2 separate regions of the Sus scrofa genome follow, and region 2 is linked to region 1. Evidence: chromatin contacts called from public Hi-C data. All regions are on one chromosome and are shown on one strand. The core of a region is the stretch at or near the end of the contact, and the rest is flanking DNA. Distances in the headings are between cores, read along the strand shown. Region 1 overlaps MAPKAPK3 (mitogen-activated protein kinase-activated protein kinase 3). Region 2 overlaps DOCK3 (dedicator of cytokinesis protein 3).

Region 1 (2,697 bases), core at 108-2,607:
CTTCATCTTCCTGTTTTCTAGAATTTGGGGAAACTCAGGTGCAGCCTCTTGGACCCAGGGACACAGACTCCCTCCAATCCAGCAGGTCTCAGATCCTGAGAGGGGCAGGGCTGGGCTTTGCTAAAGTGGACAAAGAATCAAGAATCTATGGATCCTGTTTTGCTGTGAAAGGCTTAGTGAGGAGGAGCAGACCCTCCAGTATGGGGAGACCATGGCTGATCTCTTGGGCGGGACCCTGGGGCATGGGAAGCAAGGCTGAGAGCTAGAGACCTGAGCCAGCTTTGGCAGACCGAGGAGGGGGGACACCCCCACTCTCCCACGTGGCAGACACCTTTACACCTTCAACTCCTTTGTGCATCCTTTTGAGCAATGCCCCTTCTGCAAAGTGTATGGTGACGTTGGGCTGGTCCCCTAACCTCCCTAAGCCCCAGCTCCCCGTCTGTGAAATGGGCATGCAGTTTCCTCACAAATGGCGACAAGGGGAAGGGCAGGCAGGTCTGAGACTCTCAGCACCTGCTTTACAGGCAGGGAAAGCGGCCCAGAAAGTGCTATGACCACCTCCCTCTCCCGGAGGTTACACAGTAAATGTCAGGATCAGAACTACCTCTACCCCAGGCAGGTACCAGACCCCAGCATTCTGCCCCATAGCCTCCCTACAGGGGGCAGAGGAGAGGCCACACAGGCACCCTGTAAGCCCCCTGAATGCATACTCAGAGGGTCCAGCTTCTATTATCCTCTAACTTCATAGAAGAAAAAAGGATTTTTCTCCCAAAATCAGCTACATAATTGATGATATGTTACCCTGGTTTTATTTCTTCTATGACAGTGTAAAAATAAGACATCTTCATTATAAGACTTGAACATTTTTAGAAAACACAAGTGTTTTATTCTAATCTCAAAAATGTCTCTTTGATGGTTCCTCCTCATGAAGAGGCTCCATCTCAGCCACAGAGTCTGTGCCCCCAACTGGCCAGTTGTGCTGCAGTGATGCCTGCAGAGCCTGTGCAGGGCTAGAGGACAGGGGCCACCTACACTCAGCAGGGGGTGAGGAAGGCCATGCCCAGGTGACCACTGCTGAGGCACTCAGGTGGCCATGCCTCTGCGCAGCTCTAGAGAGGGGACCCAACACCTTCTAGCTCTCAGAATAATGACAGCTGGTCTCTTTCTCCTGGAGGAGATGTTACAAAGATGACAAAGAAATAAGAATGGGGAGGGGAGGGTTGGGAGGGTGCACACCGCCCCCAGAGGCGTGGTGAGAGACCTTAGGGAAAACTCTGACTCCACCCCCCAGACCCGCTCTTCCTGATGCCAATACCACATCAGCTCCGCATCTTTCCCCTTCCCTTGGCTTCATCCATGTCCCTGCAGCTCCCCACACAGGCCTGGGTGAGTACAAGCAGCCAACTCCTTACTAGGGCTCCTCCCAGGGAAGGCAGGGCAACTCCAGCCTCCCTTGGCCCCCAGCTCCCCGCCCCCTCCTGCTCCTGTTCAGCTGGAAGGCTCCCAGGCCTCTGACACCCAGCTGGCTCCAGACAGTTTCATGGTCTCTGGAGCCATAGCCCTGAAGAAGGGGAAGCAGAAGACAGAGAAAGGCCTTGCCCTCTGCGAGACCGGAAAGGCGGTCAGCGGTACTGAGGGACACTCCTGTCATGGGAATGGGCTGCAGTGACTCATCCCTACTCTCGGGCTCTCCGGGGTAAGGACACACCCTGGTTTAGGTTCGGGCTGACTCAAAGATTGAGCCATGGAGTGCACCAGTGAGGGGGCTTCAAAACTGAGTCATAACCCCAGAGTGTCTGTCCCCAGCAGAACACATACCCTGCTGGTGGTGTCACCACAACTGACTGTTCCCCTGGCAACACCAGTGCTAGCTTGGCTTAGGAGAGGCATCTTGGGGCACCTCTAGCCAGCCTCCGTGCTGTCTGCCCTCTTGCAAGAGCAGCCCTAGCAGGAGGCAAAGTAGGCCACACCACCTGCCTGCTTCCCTAGCACTGCCCATAATCACTGCCCACCAAAAGCCAGAAGGCGGACACTTGTCAGGCAGAGGGCCTGCTCATCTTATAGATGGGCAGACTGGCCTGGAAGAGGAGCATAGCTGATCCCACCGAGCCTGGAACACAGGAAAGGATGGCCAAGGGCCACAACTTGGCTGCCAGACAGGCCAGGGTTCCAGTCCATCTGGGGCACATCCTGCTACGTGACCCCAAATGAGTTACTGCACCTTTCTGTACCTCAGTCTCTGCATCCATGACATGGGGGTGATAACAACCCACTCTTAGATTCTGCTGTTGTGTTCAGCATGTAGGAAGCACTGAAGGGATAAGTGGGTGCTTTTATCCCCACCCTCCAAGCCCCACCTCCCACCCCCTGTGCTGCTGCTATCAGAGGGCATGGAGAGCACCAGCCAGTCTGTCACCACATCCTGAGAAGGGGGCTTGTTTATGTTGAGGGAACGGTTATGGAACAAGCTATGATCCCTTGGAGAAATGAGACGATGAATGTGGCAGGTCAAGGCCCTGGCCCTTCGCACTCCTGAAAATAGACTCTGAGCTTCCTGGAGGTTGGGGGTGGGGGGAGGGGTCATGTGGAGGGTACAGGCCAGAGAGCCAGCTGCTCTGCGGTGCTCATCCCAGCTCGCACAGGGAGCACACAGTTCTGCCTCACATCTCAAGCCCTCCCAGCCCCCTTTAGCTGCTT
Region 2 (2,697 bases), core at 82-2,581, 520 kb before region 1:
TACAATTTTTAGGGCATTAGCCTGCTGTGGCCTCCTTTGCCTGGTAAAGCAATAAAGCTATTTTCCCCTCCTTCACCCAAAAAAGAAAGAGAAAGAAAGAAAGAAAAGAAAGATGGAGAAAAAATAATGCCATATGGGTTGAACTGTAGGATCAATTAAAAATACCAAGACAAACCAAAGAGAATTTTAAATAGACCCTGACTCCTTGCTCCAATACAATGCCTCTGCCTCAGTGAGCTAGAGAGTCTCTTGTACCCCCATATCACAGATTCTAAGTACACAACATGCCTGTCCTCTCTGGCTCTAAGTGCTGTTTGGGCAGGTTTCAGTGAAGGGCCCACAACAGGAGGCCTGGCAGGCAGTTCTGGGGGTGCTGGCGCAGCAATGCTCTATGTGCAGACTGCTGGCCAGTCTTCCAGGCGTGCCCCCTGGGGAAATGCTCATCTAGGTAATGAGGGCCCCATGTGGAGCTAAAGGCGCTATGCCTGCAGACGGCAGTTCCCACTTTCCTATTAGGAGAGTAAAGCAGTTCCACTCTCCTATTAGGATCAATGCTTATCTGCCTTGCTGGCATCTCTGCCCTGCTTTTGTAGCTCTGCTGCTCCAAGCCCACCCCCAGTCCCCAAGAGCAAGGACCAAGAGATTTAAAATACTCTGTCAGCTTTGAGGGTTGTGCTGGATTACTGGTGGGTCTGGGTGCTTTGAGAGCTACCTCTGAACACAGATAGGGAATGTGCTACAGGTGCAATGCATCCCCATCCACATTTCTTCTCTTGGTTTCCTTCCTTGTGGCAGGAGGCAAAACTAGCTCTAAAATGCTTTACCAGTGTCTGAAATCCAATCACTTCTACCAGCTTGGGCAGATGTGTGTTTATCCATCCTTGTTGCCCCCTCAACAGGGATGGTACAAAATCTGAAATGACTTGGCTCACTCTAATCAAACTGGAAAGGAAGGCAAAAGCTTGGGACTCCAGACTGGCAGTCTTTGTACTTTTGTTTACACACAACATATTAGAAGCAACAGACTCATCATTCCTTTAAAGGAGTGTGACCAATAGTAACCATCAGGCAGTGGAGCCTGAGCCCACCCTCACAGACAAGGTTAGTTCAGTTCTGATGGTTTGTATGCCAGATAAATAGGAGTCAGAGGCCTCTGTCCAGCTTCCCTTCCTGTCTACGCCCTACGCTCCCGTCTTCACACCTTCTCTTATTTTTTCAATCCCTACTATGCCACACCCTTCGGAGAGTCCCTCTCTCTTTGTCTGGCCTGGGAGAGCTGACCCTCTGTGACCACAGTCCAATTTATCATGGAGCAGATTCCTAGGTTAACCACTTCACCACTGGAGAGAATGACTCAGGGTTTGGCTATGACCATGAGTTGAACTTCTGATTCAGTCCTTCTGGATACTCAGGAAAGAAACATGGGAAAAAGGAGATTGGGCTGTCTGTATAAGGCAGGTAACAGAGAGGCTAGGAGTATGTGGAAGAAAAGTGGTGGTGAGGCAGGGTATGCTGGAAGTGCTGAGGTCTAGGACTCACTATCTGCCCCTCCCTTGCACTCTTCTTCTTTTCTGCCCTCCTCTTGCTGCTAAGGTAGCTTTCTTCCTGGCCCCAAGAACCCTACAGGAGCACTTTCCCTGCATCGGTCAGGTTTTGTTTTTCTTGTGCCATTAAAAACAAAAAAACCAAAAAAAACCAAAACCCAAAAAACAACACCCCCCCCCCATCAAAACCCTGAATGCTTTCAAGAAAACTGTTTAGCCCAATCCATTCCTTCTATCAGGTATGGAGGAACAGAAACGGAAAAGCTGGACTTTTTGTATGAGGCCAAGAGAATGAATCTGATAAATACCCCTCTGAGGATGAGCTTGGAGCCTCCCAGTCCTTCCTTTCCTGCTCATCTATAATAATCAGGCAGGTTTTACATTACAATCTCTTGGCCATACTAAGCTTTAAACCTGCTTTTCTTAACAGTACTGTAGTGTGGGAAGAAAAAGCAGACCATTAATGCTCACATGTCCCACTGGTAGGCTCAGTCAGATAGAGCATAACTCTGCTCTGTACTCTGTGCTCATGAAAAGAAAAGATAGCTAGTACAATAAAAACACTCATACACACTCACACCATGCTTATCTCATTCCCTTGGTGCTGGGAGGGCTTGCTGGGCATATGGGTAAGTGGCAGTTCTAGGTGGGCTGGGTGCCAGACAGTCAGGCCCAAAAGCATAATGCCATGGGCCCTAAGCCCACCCATGGACCAGCAGGGAGAGGAGCTTTGGGCTGGCACTGTGGATCAGTCAAGTGTGCTGGCTGAGAACTAAGCATGGGTCTTCTTTCTGGGCTAGGTTACAAAGGGATCCTGAGGTTCTGGACAAATTCTTCTTTACAAGTGCTATCTCTACATGGGTGAATGGTTTTGACAAACAGTGAAGTCACCTATGTTGTATAAAACTGATGAATATTTTCTGATTTATGGCAAAAGTTATTAATGTTTAAATCTTTATTTTTTTATGATGAAAAAACTCATTAAAACCTCAATTTTCGCGTGCCAGCCTGACCGTCTTCTAGATTGTGGTTTGTTGGAACTGGGTGTGGCCCTTTGTGGCAGCTGAGCCACAGGTCTCAGTCATCTGAGGTCGCCACCACGGCGACCTGCTCTGTAGAGGTACCCTAGGAATTCCCAAACATGCTGTGACCT

The links. A called contact is a pair of places that touch in the nucleus more often than the background predicts.
Region 2: a Hi-C map of embryonic fibroblasts shows a contact between it and region 1, with 5 times the contacts expected there. The contact joins two enhancer-like sites. A contact is called at or near these places in 2 of 5 promoter capture datasets (both in liver), 4 of 47 Hi-C or Micro-C datasets (embryonic fibroblasts and subcutaneous adipose tissue) and 1 of 2 datasets of contacts at active chromatin or transcription factors (alveolar macrophages).

Annotation. Positions count from the first base shown.
Region 1 is chr13:33,105,096-33,107,792 of Sscrofa11.1, reverse strand. All of the region lies in intron 2 of MAPKAPK3 (mitogen-activated protein kinase-activated protein kinase 3), which reads right to left. Among named protein-coding and RNA genes, the nearest start is that of MAPKAPK3, 9.0 kb to the right of the region's middle. Within about 2 kb of position 1,357, at least 41 of the 83 cell types and tissues checked have an H3K27ac peak or open chromatin away from gene starts, as enhancers often do. A contact at or near this core is called in embryonic fibroblasts, where this site is marked.
Region 2 is chr13:33,621,170-33,623,866 of Sscrofa11.1, reverse strand. The region is part of intron 39 of DOCK3 (dedicator of cytokinesis protein 3); the gene reads right to left. Among named protein-coding and RNA genes, the nearest start is that of MANF, 36 kb to the left of the region's middle. Within about 2 kb of position 1,331, at least 8 of the 83 cell types and tissues checked have an H3K27ac peak or open chromatin away from gene starts, as enhancers often do. A contact at or near this core is called in embryonic fibroblasts, where this site is marked.